5 separate regions of the Mus musculus genome follow, and all the other regions are linked to region 1. The links are chromatin contacts, called in public HiChIP or PLAC-seq and promoter capture Hi-C maps. All regions are on one chromosome and are shown on one strand. Each heading gives the region's core, a stretch centred on a gene start, on an enhancer-like site or on the middle of the called end of the contact. The rest is flanking DNA. Distances are from core to core; before and after follow the strand shown.

Evidence for each region. Promoter capture Hi-C pulls out the DNA fragments that hold promoters and counts their contacts. HiChIP or PLAC-seq counts read pairs in DNA pulled down with a chosen protein or histone mark.
Region 2: a contact with region 1 is called in a promoter capture Hi-C map of hippocampal neurons, with 3 times the contacts expected there. The contact joins the enhancer-like site here to the promoter of Ankrd60 in region 1. A contact is called at or near these places in 6 of 39 promoter capture datasets (the 3T3-L1 cell line, 3T3-L1-derived adipocytes, embryonic stem cells and 3 more), 1 of 484 Hi-C or Micro-C datasets (the G1E-ER4 cell line), 1 of 115 datasets of contacts at active chromatin or transcription factors (embryonic stem cells) and 2 of 9 other capture datasets (adipose tissue and embryonic stem cells).
Region 3: a contact with region 1 is called in a promoter capture Hi-C map of liver, with 2.8 times the contacts expected there. The contact joins the promoter of Ctsz here to the promoter of Ankrd60 in region 1. A contact is called at or near these places in 9 of 39 promoter capture datasets (the 3T3-L1 cell line, the SN4741 cell line, cranial neural crest and 6 more) and 3 of 115 datasets of contacts at active chromatin or transcription factors (bone marrow-derived dendritic cells, large pre-B cells and neural tube).
Region 4: an H3K27ac HiChIP or PLAC-seq map of trophoblast stem cells shows a contact between it and region 1, with 13 times the contacts expected there. The contact joins the enhancer-like site here to the promoter of Ankrd60 in region 1. A contact is called at or near these places in 11 of 39 promoter capture datasets (the C10 cell line, the HPC-7 cell line, cranial neural crest and 7 more), 6 of 484 Hi-C or Micro-C datasets (the BV-2 cell line, DN3 thymocytes, the G1E-ER4 cell line and 3 more), 17 of 115 datasets of contacts at active chromatin or transcription factors (craniofacial prominence, embryonic basal ganglia, embryonic forebrain and 9 more) and 3 of 9 other capture datasets (adipose tissue, liver and macrophages).
Region 5: an H3K27ac HiChIP or PLAC-seq map of regulatory T cell precursor shows a contact between it and region 1, with 9 times the contacts expected there. The contact joins the enhancer-like site here to the promoter of Ankrd60 in region 1. A contact is called at or near these places in 4 of 39 promoter capture datasets (the 3T3-L1 cell line, hippocampal neurons and liver) and 3 of 115 datasets of contacts at active chromatin or transcription factors (large pre-B cells, regulatory T cells and regulatory T cell precursor).

Annotation. Positions count from the first base shown.
Region 1 is chr2:173,576,784-173,579,641 of GRCm38.p6, forward strand. It overlaps Ankrd60 (ankyrin repeat domain 60), which reads right to left and starts at 1,490. Exons shown (of 4, transcript NM_027303.2): 1 at 1,207-1,490. The coding sequence starts at 1,291. It also overlaps the pseudogene Ppp4r1l-ps.
Region 2 is chr2:174,562,602-174,565,459 of GRCm38.p6, forward strand. No RefSeq gene overlaps it. Among named protein-coding and RNA genes, the nearest start is that of Gm46781, 43 kb to the right of the region's middle. Within about 2 kb of position 1,505, at least 59 of the 459 cell types and tissues checked have an H3K27ac peak or open chromatin away from gene starts, as enhancers often do. A contact at or near this core is called in hippocampal neurons, where this site is marked.
Region 3 is chr2:174,437,585-174,440,442 of GRCm38.p6, forward strand. Ctsz (cathepsin Z) reads right to left here and starts at 1,455. Exons shown (of 6, transcript NM_022325.5): 1 at 1,166-1,455; 2 at 581-744. The coding sequence starts at 1,314.
Region 4 is chr2:174,259,628-174,262,485 of GRCm38.p6, forward strand. No RefSeq gene overlaps it. Among named protein-coding and RNA genes, the nearest start is that of Mir296, 6.1 kb to the right of the region's middle. Within about 2 kb of position 1,449, at least 22 of the 459 cell types and tissues checked have an H3K27ac peak or open chromatin away from gene starts, as enhancers often do. A contact at or near this core is called in embryonic stem cells and trophoblast stem cells, where this site is marked.
Region 5 is chr2:173,055,178-173,058,035 of GRCm38.p6, forward strand. No RefSeq gene overlaps it. Among named protein-coding and RNA genes, the nearest start is that of Gm36417, 5.1 kb to the right of the region's middle. Within about 2 kb of position 1,359, at least 102 of the 459 cell types and tissues checked have an H3K27ac peak or open chromatin away from gene starts, as enhancers often do. A contact at or near this core is called in regulatory T cells and regulatory T cell precursor, where this site is marked.

The sequences.
Region 1 (2,858 bases), core at 240-2,739:
AAGTGAGCAGGCATTTGGGGAGCTGCAGTAGTGGTTAGCCTGAGAGATTTGGGGGTTTAACCTTGAGTAGCTGTGTTCTGGGCTTGGGGTTGTAGGATTGGCAGGTTTTGTTTTGAATTTTAACACCCTTGAGAGAATATACAGTTGGTATGAGTTGGGGGGCGGTGTTGGTAGCGGTTGGTGTGGGAATGAGATCTGGGCACTCAGCTTTATTCTGGGTTTGGGGTTCCAGGAGGGGAAAGTTTGATCTGAGTTCTAGCATCTCTATGTAGACACAGTTGATGGAATCTTGGGGTCACCTAAAATAGATCTGGTCATGCTTGGCCTGGATTTGGGGTTTCCTAAGGTGGGTAGGATTTTGTTTAGTATCTCTGGATAGCCAGTGGGGATGGAGGACATGGGTTCCCGAGGCAGTGGTCATTAGCCTAGAAACCAAGTTCAGTCTTGGTCGACTTTGTCCTGGGTCTTGAGGGTCCCAGGTCCAGATGGCTTCTTCTGTGTTTGTGCAGACATGTATGGACACGGTTGGTTTGAGTTTTAGGGTTGGGGCTCTGAGCTAGTTATTTTCAGCTTGGAGATTTGGGGTTCAATCTTAGGCAGATGTCCTCTGCCTTTGGGGACCTGAGGCCAACAAGGTTTGTCCCAGCTTCTGAAATGCTCGCATAGACAGGCTAACTAGAGAATTTGGTATCCACCACTTAGGGTTTGGTTTGGATCCAGGTTCTCATGGGGGGAAAGGCCTGTCCTCGATTTGGTAGTGGTAGGGTCTACTAAGACCTAGTTTTGTTTCAAGAGTGAAGTCTTAGGTAGACATGGTTGTCTTGGGGGCCTGGGCTCCCTAAGGAAGACAAGAGGCTGCCCAGAAGGTCTTGTGGTTTTGAGAGTTGAGGTTCTGAGCAGCCTGGACTTGCTCAAGGTTGGCAGACCACAGCCTGCGACAGACACAATGCTTGTGAATGAGGTTCACCTATATATTTGGGGTTAATAAGACACCCACCCATGTGCTTGGAGTTAGGAGCCCTTGAGTGGCCAGCGCTCCAAGGGGCCGTTCTAGATGGGGCTCGAGTGGTTGGGTTTGACTTGGTCACCTTGGATTCTCTGGCAGTTACGAGTGTCATGGGGACCCAGGGCAGGAGTGGGCCGGGGGGGGGGGCCATTGAGTGGGAGGAGCTCATGGGGTGCGGGAAGGGGTCGGGCAGGGGCCACCTCGGTCCAGGAAATGCAGCCGCTGCAGGTTGAAGGGGATGCCGACCATCAGGTCCAGCTCTTCTTTGAGCTCCCGCACTGTCATGTCGTTGCGGCAGTTGGCCACGCGGAACAGCTCCCCAGTCTCCTCCAGCTTCACCCGCAGGACATAGACGTCAGGAGTCAAGTCTGGCGACACGGTGGAGGCAAGCGGGTCCCCTGTGTGCCCCCTAACCTGTGCGCGGGCCCTGCTGGAGGGCTGAGTGTGGCGCGCGCCCGCCTTGGGGTCGTCCCCCTGCCGTTTCGGCGGACGCGCGCCCGCCCCCGCCACGTCTGCCGCCCTCCGCATGGCCCGCGTCATCCCGCGCGTCATCGCCGCCCCCGCCTGGGGCCCCCGGGACAGGAGAGGGGCGCCCGCGCTTCCGGAGACTGCTCCCCCCCCCCCCCCCCAGCCTCCTCCGCGGTCCTCGCCAGCCTGCTAGCCCTGTGGGGAACCTCTTGTCTGTTCAGGGCAGTCTGCATGGTTAGGGAGAAACGCTGGGTCCACAGTTTCTAAGGTGGTCGACAGGCTTGCTGCCGTGTGCTTTTAGGAACATAGCAATCCAAGCTAACCTGGGCCACGCTGGAACAGGCAGAGGCTTGGGTGGAAATGGCATCAAACCCGTGTGCCCTGACGTTGTGACATCCTCGGAGGGAGAAAAGTATGGAACACATCTGATGGGAAGGCTAGGCTTAAACCTTTTCAGGGGAAGCTCAAACCGCAGGGTTGGGAGGGTGTAGGCCCTCAAATACCACCAGACCCAAAGCAAGGCCTTTAGGGGCTAGAGGAAGCACCATGGAACGGGCAGGGAGCCAGAACGCCCTTCAAAAACTCTGTTGTTACCACGAACAAAATAGAAGCTTGAAAAATAGTTTGTATAGCAGTTACACAAATTTGGTCTAAGGCATGGTGGTCCAGGCCACCCACTCACTTGGGGGCAGAGGCACATGCAGTTCAAGGTGACATAAAGGGACGGTGGTTTAATCCTTTTATATCAGAGAGGCTCATTCTAAATGATGGATAATTATAATGTGTACAGTGAACAGGCTGGGGTCTTACAGTCTTTCTTTTTTTTTTTTTTCTTTTTTCTTTTTCTGCAGTACTGAGTATTGATCCCAAGGCTCCACCCAGGAACAGAACTCCCCCCCCCCCCCCCAGCAGCTGTCTTGTAGCCACAGTCTTGATAGGAGGCTGGTCTTGTCATAAGTGAACAATTTCATTTCAGTACCTAGATTCTACCTCAGAACACTAAATAGTTATTTTTATCTTTATTATTTGTCTTTTGTTTGTGGGATTTTTTTGTTTTGTTTTGTTTTGTTTTGTTTTGTTTTGTTTTTTGAGACAGGGTTTCTCTGTGTAGCCCTGAGTGCCCTGGAACTCACTCTGTAGACCAGGTTGACCTCAAAATCAGAGATCTGCCTGCCTCTGCTTCCCGAGTGCTCTGATTAAAGGCGTGTGTCATGACTGCCTGGTGTTTTTGCTCTTCTTTCTAGAAAATTATGCTCTATAAAGGATCCAAGATTCTAGCTGAGAATAATTTTCCCTCCTTTTAGACCAACAGACTTGATAAGTTTCCATTACCTGAGCAGTAGAAGCTTGTTTTGCTGCAGAGGCCCTGCAGCGTGCCTCGTGT
Region 2 (2,858 bases), core at 255-2,754, 990 kb after region 1:
TGCATGTCAAAGCCATCTTCTGAGCCCATTTGTCTTTGGAGGTAGGTCCCATTCTGTAGGATGGTCGTGAACTCAAGATATGTCAGTTTTCAAGGGCTTCAGAGAAACTCCATGGTGGTCCCAACTCTCTGGTGCTCGAGCAACAAGCATCTTCTCTCTCACCGTCTTCATTCTCTAGTTGGTTGTTCAAGCACTGGGAAGACATACTGAGGCCGTAACTACATTTGTCTTCGGGAAGGAACCCAGTGATCCTGAGTTGATCAGAAATGGTCAGTTGATTCCTGTCACTTGCCGTCATAAGAATCTTGGGATAATAACAGGAAGCTAAACTTTATAAACTGAGGTTGGTCCCGGTGCTGTGGGAAGCAAACAGTAAAGTATCATGGCTTTCAGCACACTGTCGGGCTGCTGGTATGTCTCATGCAGGCGTGAAGCTTGGCTCCTGGAGACCAGTGGGCCTCCACAGTCAGGGGAAGGAGACAACTTCATGGCCAAGAGGAGGATGGTTTTTGTAATCTCAGCCTAGGGTTAGGACTGTTGATGTGTCTCAGGTTTTTACTCATTTAAGAATTTATTTATTTTTAAAACAGGTTCTTGCTGGGTTGTGGTGGCACACACCATTAATCCCAGCAGTCGAGAGGCAGAGGCAGGCGGATCTTTGAGTTGGAGGCCAATCTGTTCTACAGAGTGAGTTCTAGAACAGCCAGGACTACACAGGGAGACCCTGACTCAAACAAAACAAAACAAAACAAAACAAAACAAAACAAAACAAAACAAAACACAACACAACAAACAGATAGGTTCTCAGTTATCCAAGCAGGCCTTGAACTCATTATGTAGCCATGGATAACCTTGAACTTCTAATTTTCCTGTCTCTGTCTCAAAGTGCTGCCATTACAGGCAGCAGCAAACCTAGTTTATGCAGTCCTGGGAACAAGCCCAGGTCTCATCCCCTTAGGTTGCCACTCTGCCAACTGTGGTCCATTCTCAGCACTAAAACTTGTTTTTTAAATAGTTTTGACAGAACCCTAAAAATTGTCAGCATTTTCTGTTTTTTTGTTTTGTTTTATTTATTCATTTATTTTTTGAGACAGGGTTTCTCTGTGTAGCCCTAGTTGTCCTGGAACTCACTCTGTAGACCAGGCTGGCCTCAAACTCAGAAATCCACCTGCCTCTGCCTCCCGAGTGCTGGGATTAAAAGCATGTGCCACCACTGCCTGGCTAATTGCCAGCATTTTACCAGAGGAAAATGGTTAACCTTCTCAGCTATCCCTGGTTCCTCTTCTTGACAAATCAACCATTATCCTAGGCTGGGGTCCTGGGTCTATGTCTTGGCTGGTGGTGGTGGGAATGATGTCCTCTGGCACTCTGTGTCCTTTCCCTGGGGGTGAGTGGGGACTGTGTTCTCAGTCTATGGCTCAAATGGACTGTTTAGCTCACACAGAAGTAACCACTGCTCATGAGGAACTGGAAGCCTGAAACACTTTCTCTAGAAGAGATGAGAAAGCCGAGAATCCCTAAACTTCTGCTTCCTCTTTACCAAGGCTGCTCTGTGGCTACTGAACTTGGGTCCCATGCAGATGGCAACGGGCCTCCTCAAAACCATCAAAGTTAACGTGGAAGATGTCTAAGAAGACATTAGTAACCCTCTACCTCCCTCCCACCTCAGACCTCCATTTTCTCCAACAGTGGATTCTGTCTCTTTACTACTTTTAGCAGTCCAGGCCTAGGACTGTCTTGACTGAGGCACGTGACAGATGTTTTACCAAGACATCTCCATACCTGTGGACTTCAGCCTGTTTGAATGCCCTCCCTGCCTCTGCCGCTCTCCATGAACCTCTTGCCTTTGGCCGAAAGAGCCTGGGCCAGCTGCTTAGCATGAAAACTTTTTTGGGGGGAGAGAATTTTGATATTGTAAGGTATTAGCCCACAATCAGATACCTAAGAGCTCTGCCAAGATGGGTGGCTCAGCAGAGTTACACTTGTGTGTGTAGCTGACCCCAGAGGGACCATGTAGCTGACCTTCAGAGATAGGAGAAATGCTAACTGTCTGAGGTTATGAGGCTTTGGGGTTGTTTGTTACTTGGCAAAAGCTAACTATTGCAGATATCACTCATTAGGCTTATTGGGCACCAAGCAGGTACTACTGCTGTGGTAAAAGTTGCCCAAACATAATGTAAGGTAAAGTCCTGAAGCTTTGGGGGGGGGGCGGGGGGGGGGGCTCGGGGCGGGGTTTCAGTGGCTTTAAAGCACAAGGTATTCTTGTTGCTATGGTTACTTCCACTGAGCCGTTAGAATGCAGAAAGAGAAACCTAGTGTTGCCTTGACAACAGGGTTGCGAATTGAAATCTGGGAAGGTGAAGGACTATAAAAAATGAGGAGGGGGGTTAAGCCCTTCCCCAGCATCTTGCCTTCATTCCCTTGATGGCCTATCAGAAGCAAGTATCATCTGAATTGGGAGCTGTAAGCTGAGCAGCAGGAAGCAATACCCTCATCCTGGCCCATCCCACAGCAGGAGAAGATTGCACAGCCAGGAAGCCTCAGGAAGCAGCAGGAAGCAGCAGGAAGCAGGGCCACTGATAGGTCCCGAGAAGAGTTTGAAGTTAGCTATTGAGATTTCACCCCAGCAAGACAGGGCTTAGCAACCTCCAGCCCCCTGCTCCTGTGTTCCCTTGGCAGGAAGGGAAATGGAGACTTAGAGAGGGAAGGAGGCTGTTCGACGCTCAGTAACATGAGGGTAGCACTCAGCCAGGCCTGGACGTGGGTGTGAGACTACTCTCTGGCTGTGCGATGCTATGCAGCCGGCTTAAATGTGATGGGCCTTGAGGAAATGCAGCAAGCTTGGCACATCCTTGAGC
Region 3 (2,858 bases), core at 205-2,704, 860 kb after region 1:
AGGTAGATTGGCACTCCCTGGCTCCTGCTTCCTCTACCAAGGAAGGGCACAGCAGCCCTCTGGGGCCTCTCTCTTCCTACTGAATGAACTTCTACTTGACTCTTGGGCGGCCAGGCTAAGGTTCGAAGAAGAGAGCTGGGGGGGCCATTTCGTACTGGGGAACATGTTCACCTCAAATGCCAGCTGCTACTGAGAAGCAGTTTCACTTCCACGCCCCACAAACCAACTGTGAACTCAGTGATTTTGCAACACCGGTCCCATGGTTCTCAATGGCTGAAGTCACAAGTTCTGAGGAAGGGAAGGTTCCTGGGAGCCACTTGTCACCAGATTCCAGCCCAAGCCTGTCCCACAGAGGCCCTAGTAGGCCCACAGGAGAGAACTCCAGAATGACACAGCCACCTCACTCTGGCTGAGGGGAAATCCAAGTCTGAATCATGGTACAGGGCCATGGGCCCCTGTAGCCCCGGGCTATGGCTATCATGGCTCACCTAAAGGTAGATTGGATGGTGAAGTGCAGCCACCCACCTGGCCAAGATACTGGCCCTGCCCTAGGCTTAGCATGGAGCGCCAGGCCACCTACCTGCCATGGCACTGGTGCTGCCGTGGGCCCAGCAGGAACCACAGTACTGTGGGATGTGCTGGTTCCTGGTGACGCTGGCATAGTTGACACCGTTCACATTTCTCCAGTCCCAATTCTTGGGGAGATCCGCTGGGGACAGGTACTCATGCGGCCGAGGATAAGTCCTGGGAGGACATCATGGCAATGGAAACCAACTCTGGAACGCATAGGGCCTCCCCTCTCCCTACCCCCACCAGGGCCACAAATCCAGTCATTTCTCCTGTTGGCCTTCTTCCCAAACTGTGGTCGGTTCAGAACTTGACCCAGAAGAGCCACCAGCAGAACCCAGGACTATTGGAAGCTGAATGTGACAGAGCATCTCCGAAATACGCTAATGCTCACTAACAAAGGCAGTAGAGGCGAGAACTGCCCAAACCAGCAAACCCCAGAGCTCCCCGGATGTGAAAATCATCCCAAAAGGAAGGGATGGGATTTGTGCTTCCCAGGCCTAATGAGGGAGGATGGGGCAAGGTCCCAAGTGTCAGGGGGTGCGCGCCTGGCCTAGAAGTTGACCCTTTTCCTCCCTAGGCACAGCCCCGCGCCCACCTGCGCCCCAGCAGAGCCAGCTGGTCCCCGCGAATGGGATGGTAGCAAGTCTGGCCCGAGCGGAAGTAGAGTCTGGCCCGTGCCGCACTCGCCAACAGCAACATCAGCAGCACCAGGGGCAGCTGCTGCACCGACCCCGACGACGCCATGCTCCTGCTCCGGGCCAATTCGGATCCTGGATCACGCGCAGCACCTTCGACCTCTTGACCCGACCCGCAGGCCCACGCGCTCGGGACGCCCCGCCCGGTCCTTTAGGAGGCGCCCAAGTTGGACACACCCCGAGGGCGGGGCCTTCCCCGCTGCTCCTGCCCCCGCCCCGCCCCGCTCGGCAGCCCCCAGGAGATAATCTGCCTCACTAGGAATCAAACAACCGGATCAGCAGAACCTGGGGTCACACAACCAGACCCCAGACCTGACAGTGCCACCAGCCATTGTGATAACACGGACTGACAGCAAAACTTAAGTTTACTATTCAGAGACCCAGGCATCCTGGAGCAGGGTAGGGCTCAGCAGGCTTCCATTGGCCCACTCAGCCCAGATTCTTTTGTTTCTCTGCTCTGGAGTGTGGTGCAGTGTCCCATTAGGTTAGGTCTCCCTAGGAGCGCACAGAGATATCCTGAGGCTGGAAGAAGGTGTGGGTCATACCCAGCATTGGACTCTAGCCTGGCTTTCTGAGCCCCTCCTCTCCACCCCCCAAGACCCAGGCTTTTCCTGAAGAGACAGCTCTCCTTCACAGAGAAGGATCCTTCCAGGATTACTCTTTTCTTTTTTCTTTTTTTTCTTTTTTTTCACTTGGCACATATATCGTGAGTCCCTGGGGTTCTGGAAAGGGTCCCTGCTAACCAGACTCTTCCAAGATGAGGAACTGAGAAAGAAGTGGGACCTGGCCAGCCTAGGTTTCGTAATGGGAGAATTTCCCCTTCCCCCTGTGCCCCGTGAGCTATTGTCAGCAGTCCCAGGCCACAAAGCTATCTCTTCTTCTGTAAGAAACATCCCCTGGTGTTTTATCTCAGGCTCTCTCCAGGTGGTGGGTGTGAGATTCCTGATGCGCGATGGCCAGTGGGGCTACAGCCATTCCTCTGTCTGTGGATAGGGGCAGTCAGAAATCATAATGGCTGTCTTGCTGCCTGCCTTTCCAGATCACCCAGGATTCCAACAAGACTCAAAAGCCTGCTGGATACCTCCTGTCAGAGAGCAGAACAAGACCTCAGAAGCAAACTTGGGGCTACCCTTAACAACGCAAGAGTTTTGTTCCCTGTTGCTATAAAGTAGTCACGGAGGCAAATGAACACTGGCATCTGTATGTTGAAATCTTTCATCCTGGGGGGTCATGGCAACCTCTCCCTTCTGCTGGGTGGTAAGTAGCCTGGTAGGAATGAGGGCCTCCCAAGGCCCAGGCAGAGACCTGAGTTCCCTAAGCCAGTTCTCCCCAGTAGTGACCATGCATTGACCTTAGAGCCCTTCGGTCCACTCTGGGGGAGTGTCGCCTCCCACGTGGGTTCCACATGGGCTCTCTCTCGCAGGAAGGGGACAATTGGTCTTGGCGATTCTATGGCATCCCACAGGCAAGGTCTAGTGAAGAGCACAATAGGGCAGCAGCGTTTATCGGGAGAGTGTGTACTCAGTGTGCTCACGGTCCCAAGTTCAATCCCTGGCACAGATAACGAGCAAATGAATGAGTGGAGTTTTAAAA
Region 4 (2,858 bases), core at 199-2,698, 680 kb after region 1:
ATTTGAGCTGCGTACCCCCTGACTGGGTTCTGTATGAATTATGGATTTTTAAAAAGACAGGAAGGGAGGTGAGATATTGAATTTCCCAAACTGGTTTTATCTTACTCAATTTAAAGTTCATCTTCTTGTTCCGATTTAGGCTGTGGCGTGAAAAGTGGCCCCGCAGCATCTCTCCTGGTCTTCTCGCAATTAGTTGGTGGATGTGCGCAATCCTAGGAAACAAGGGGTTTGTTTTTCTGTGTTCAGTGGCTCCTGTCTATGGCTCCCATCGGCCCTGTCAGTGTTTGCAGGAATAACCAGAGTTCTAGACTTAGGCTTTGATGGGGCTTAACAGGGCTTTTCAGACCACCAAGAGGCTCACATTTGGGTGCAGGGCTGTTTCCAAGGGGGCAGACACAAATGGAAGATTTTTAAAGACAGAGAAACACAGGCAGTGACTCAGAAATGCAGCAAGCAGGATCCTGACATGGGGGACTGTCATCTTTATGAAGTCTTTTTTCTGAAACATCAGGCAGGCTGGAGCCGAGGGGTCTGTACCAGCTGTGACCTTGGGCGCCCCCACAGGACATTTGCCCTTAAATCTGGAGACATTTTAGGTTTCTCACTCTTGCTGGGGTGGATGGGGGTTGGGAGTGCTATTAGCATCTAATGGGAAGCCAGGCCAAGGACACTGCTAAGCATCTCACTAGCCCAGCAACGGTCTCTACAATTAAGAATGATCTCACCTAAATGGTCAGTGGCTCTCTGTATAGAAATCCAGCCCTAGCCCAATTCTGAGATAAAAATCAAAATTATGCAGGAACTGATAGCTACCTTGGAGCATTGGAAATATCTTCTCCACATTTCCTAAGGGCTGGGAGGATGCTGGGTGTATCCTGTGTCCGTCACTAGTCAGGTAGCTGGCACAGATGGACCCTCCCTGAGTCTCCCTGATTTCTATGCTACAAAGCACACACACAATTTCAGAGGGGAAATGCACGAGAGAGAGAGAGAGAGAGAGAGAGAGAGAGAGAGAGAGAGAGAGAGAGAGAGAGAGAGAGAGAAAGAGCTCAGAGAGCTTCCCAGGATAATGTTACTCCGTATTCCTATAGGCACTCACCCTCACCTTTTCGGTGCACACATTTTCCAGATAGCTGTTCCTGACAGCTAGTTAGTGAGGGGCCTGGGTCAGAATCGATAAGTCCTAAAGCCCTTTTTCATTTTTGCAAAATGAAAACAGCTCTTCTTTTTCTGATTATAAAAATGATACATGCACATTCTTTCTTTAAAAATTCCAACCGTACAGGAAACCATGAGAAAGAGACATGAAAAGAAATCTTCCTTACAGCAGGAGATAAACAAGTGGAGACATCTTGGTACTTATCTTGCTAGCTCTCTCTCTCTGTGTGGTGTGGGCTTGTATTTATTCTCCTGAAATCCTGGGTTGCCTGTGGGGCCAGAGGGGTCGGGAGGGGGTGGGGTGGTGACTCTGTTCTCAACAGTTGATGTGCCATGGCTGAGTAGTCCTTTAGGGTGTTTGTCCAGTCCTTTGCAAGATATTGAACAGTCTCCTTAACTCCTCCAGGGAACCAGGCTCAACTGTGACAACTAAAAGCTGTCTCTAGATATTGCCACACGTTCTTTGGGAAGAGCAAAATTACCCCAGAACCAGAAAAAGGTCTAAGTTCCAAGTTGTTGTTGTTGGGGTTATTTCGTTGTTGTTTTGTTTTGTTTTTTTCCTTTCTTCTTTTCAATTCTTTCAGACAGATGGAAGAGGCTAGCCTCAAACTCTGAATTTTGCCTGCATCTGCTTCCTAAGTGCTGGAATTAAGGGTGTGTGTATGCCTGCAAGTGCGTGCCCCACCATGCCCCCACTACCCTTTGCATTTCAATATGGAAGATTAGCCAAGAGCTTTAAGTACATTGTCTTTCCTCAGCCTCAGTTTCCAGCCCTACAAAGGGGGAAGGAGACTGATCAAAGAATGCCTGCCTGTACAATAGACTGCTGATAGCATCCCAGGATGCTTTGTGGGGGTGGGGGCAGGGGTGGGGAAGGGAAGGGAGGAGAAAGCCTTAGGGTGTTTCAACCTTTCAGCCCAGGTCAGTGAGGAGTGCTGGGCTGTTTGAGGTTTGGTTTTAATTGAATTCTTTGGGAAACAGAAGTAAAGAAAGTCTGCTTTAATCCTGTAGGCTAAGATTGGGATGGAGGTAGAGGGGGAGATTGTTTGTTTGTTTGTTTTTTGTTTTGTTTTTATTCCATATAAACCTTGCCATCTTTTGAGCTTCAGATATTTTAGAACAGGGGTGAAAAAAAAAAGAGAGACAAATTCGTGAGACCTGTTGGAGAGCTGAAAAACAACAGGGGATGGGAGAGGTGAGTCACAGGCTGATTTTATTGGATTTTCACGAAGGAAGCCAAGTTTTTCAACTGCTGCTGGAAAAAGAGGGGCCCTGGAAGCCTCTCTTTCTGGCCCCTTTCGCAGCCTGCCCCCATCTCCACACATACCCCATTGCACCCTTGGGTGGCTCTGGGAAGCTTTCTGACCTAACAGTTGTGTTGGGTAGTGGTGGTGGTGGCGGCGTGCGTGTGTGTGTGTGTGTGTGTGTGTGTGTGTTTTCCATGAGAAGAAACAATCCCTTCCCTGGTCCCAAAGGACAAACCTAGAGAGTGACCCCTCAGCAGGCCATAGCCCCATTTCCTTGTCCATGGCATAATGATGCCCTAATCCTCCTAAGATGTCAGAGTCCCCCTTGACCCATGTTCCCCAGGGACCTACAAGCCCTGAAAGTCTGTCTCTTCCCCTGCCCCTCACTTTCCCTCTGCCCCGGAGGGCCTAGGGCTCCCTGAGGTCTCTGCTCCCTTTGCTGATGCCACCTAC
Region 5 (2,858 bases), core at 109-2,608, 520 kb before region 1:
CCTTCTACTGGAGGAGACCTGCTTTTTTTTTTTTTTCCTAAATATCTCTGTGATTGACAGACGCCCCCCTCCATACCTCCACCCAACACTGAGGCATGTCCCTTTGGAGCCTCCTGCATATTACTGAGAAATGTACCTGTGGTTTTGGGGTCATGACACTTGCTCCCCGACAAGACAGAGTGTGACTGGGTTGCAGGTTCTAGTGCTTGAGGAATCACAAGCCTGGAGAAGCTGGAGGATGGACAGCAGGACACACACCACCAGTGGGACAAGCTCTGGGGTGTGGCTCCTGCCAAGCCACTGCTGAGGCTGAGATGTGCTCTCTGGGTTTCACTGGGGAGCAAGCTACTGTGCAGCCATTCACTCTGGTTTTTAAATAGGAGAAAGATTTGTGATTGGGCTTGGGGATTTGTGGATGCTGGCCCTGTGCTCGGCAGAAGCGCCGGCCAGTGTGTCTGCCTGCCACCTTTCCAAAGAAGGATGGAAATGGAGAAAAGTAATGTGATTCCCCAGACCGTGGGCCCCGGGCTCTCTGAACGAACTCCCCAGCTCTCAAATAAGCTTGTCCTTTCAAGTAATGAGCCGGACAAGACATATCTAAGTGAGGGCCCAGAGCCAAAGCTTCCCAGCGCTGGGACCTAGGAGTGGGGGGCTGGGTGGGCAGCAGGTAAGTGGGAATTGGACAAGCTGAGGCACCTGTGCCCACATGCAAGCAGGCCTGTTTTCTGTTTTATAGACGTGAACACCAAGGCTCAGAGAGGCTGTGTGAGTTATGTCAGACCACACGTTATATGATAGCCTTTGGCCTGTGAGGCTACTGAGCAGAGATAGGAGCCCTGTGAAACTGAGTTTGAGCATTGCCTCTGACCATGGGTGGGACCTTTCACCCAAACTTGGGTTCCTTCTAGATCTAAGAGTTGAACTCTGATCCTTTCCAACTAGCCTCAGTTTACTGTCTGTCAAATGGGAACAATTACTACTGGCTCTTTTCAATTGCTTAAGGAGTATTTGCCAAGCACCTACTGTGTGCTGCTGTCATGTGTGCACGATGCTCTAGGTGCTGACATGTGGCTATTCATTAGAAACTCACCATGGGTTGAGTTTGGGTTTGGGGGCTGGTAGTACATCAGACCAGAACTCTTCAGTCAGCTATGCTGTGAGCAGGGGCACTCTGCAACACAGGTCTTGGCTCTGTCTCCACCATCTGCCCTTACATGGGGGGTGTCGGGGGGAGGAAATGCATTGCTGAGGGAGCAGAGAACGATGAGGCGGAGGGCAGAGCAGTAGAGGGTTGGGGTTGGAGGGGGGGAGGAAGGGCCAGAGCTTCCCTCCCTCCCATTCATTTTGAAGAAGACAGGAAGAGGCTGAGGCTATGGCTTGGTTGGTAGAGTGGTTGCTTAGCATGCACGAGCCTCTGTGTCAGACCCTCAGTGCCACATAAAACTAGCTGTGGTGTCGTGTCCTGACATCAGGAGATGGAAGCAGGAGGTTCAGAAGTTCAAAGTCATCTTCTGCTACACAACGAGGCCAGCTTGGGCTACACAACACTGGCTAAAATAAACCTTTAAGCCCCACAAACAAGATGAAAAAGGGCTGTGAGGAAGGAGGAACACATTTAGTTAAGGTACACCCACTGTAGACAGAGGAGGGCTGTGTCTCCGCCCACCGTACACAGAGGAGGGCTGTGTCTCCGCCCACCGTACACAGAGGAGGGCTGTGTCTCCGCCCACCGTACACAGAGGAGGGCTGTGTCTCTGCCCACTGTACACTGCAGAGGGCTGTGTCTCCGCCCACTGTACACAGAGGAGGGCTGTGTCTCCGCCCACCGTACACTGCAGAGGGCTGTGTCTCCGCCCACTGTACACAGAGGAGGGCTGTGTCTCCGCCCATCGTACATTGCAGAGGGATGTGTCTCCGCCCACTGTACAGGGACCGAGGAATGTGTCTTGACCTATAACCCACTAGTGAAGTGAGAACAGTGATTGTCACTCCCTTGGAATCCAGGCACCTGGGGAGTCTGTTGGCCAGTCAGAGGTTCATAGGCTTTCTTCCCAGTGTCTATGAGGGGAGAGAGACCCAGGTAGGCTGCTGTGGGTGGGTGTGACCTGGCCAGCCCCTAGCTTAAAATGACTCAGCCGTTAAGAGCACGGACAACTCTTCCAGAGGACCTGAGTTCAATTCCCAGCAAATACATGGTGACTCACAGACATCTGTAATGGGATCCAATGCCCTCTTCTGGTGTGTCTGAGGATAGCGACTGTGCATTAAAACAAACAAACGAAAAACAAGAATAAAAAACCTAACAGAGGCAGCACAGGTGCAGTTGCCATGGTTGCTCACCGCTGATAGCCCGGAGACCCTCGGTTGACAGATGGGGAAACTGAGGCTCCAGAGTTGAGATCACTAGCCTATGGTCACAAGGTCACAGTTTGAGAGCTGTTCTGCAGCCCAGGGGAGGTGGGAGGGGACAGGAGACTGGGGAAGAGGGGAGAGGGCGACCCCTTGTCTGCCCGGGCTTCAAGCTCTATCTGATTTCTTATCAGCTGCCACTGAGCCCCAGGCAGGCCAGGAGTCCTTTGCCCCTGCCCGAGGACTTTGAGCACTTGAGGACAGCTGCGCTCAGGAACGACGGTGGCCCCACCTTGGTGTGGGATTCTCCTCTCTGAGCCAGGGACCTGATATCTTTGGCTGCCTGAGGGGACTATTTTTAAACCCCACAGCTGGCTTTGGTAGCAGCGGCTGGCATGTGTGTGTCAAAGCCCTGGGTTCTGTGTGGATAGACTCTGCCCGGGAGCAGGGATGAATGGGTGCGAGTGGAGGCTGGGGTCTGTCCCCACGGACTCTACGAGGGAAGGGGA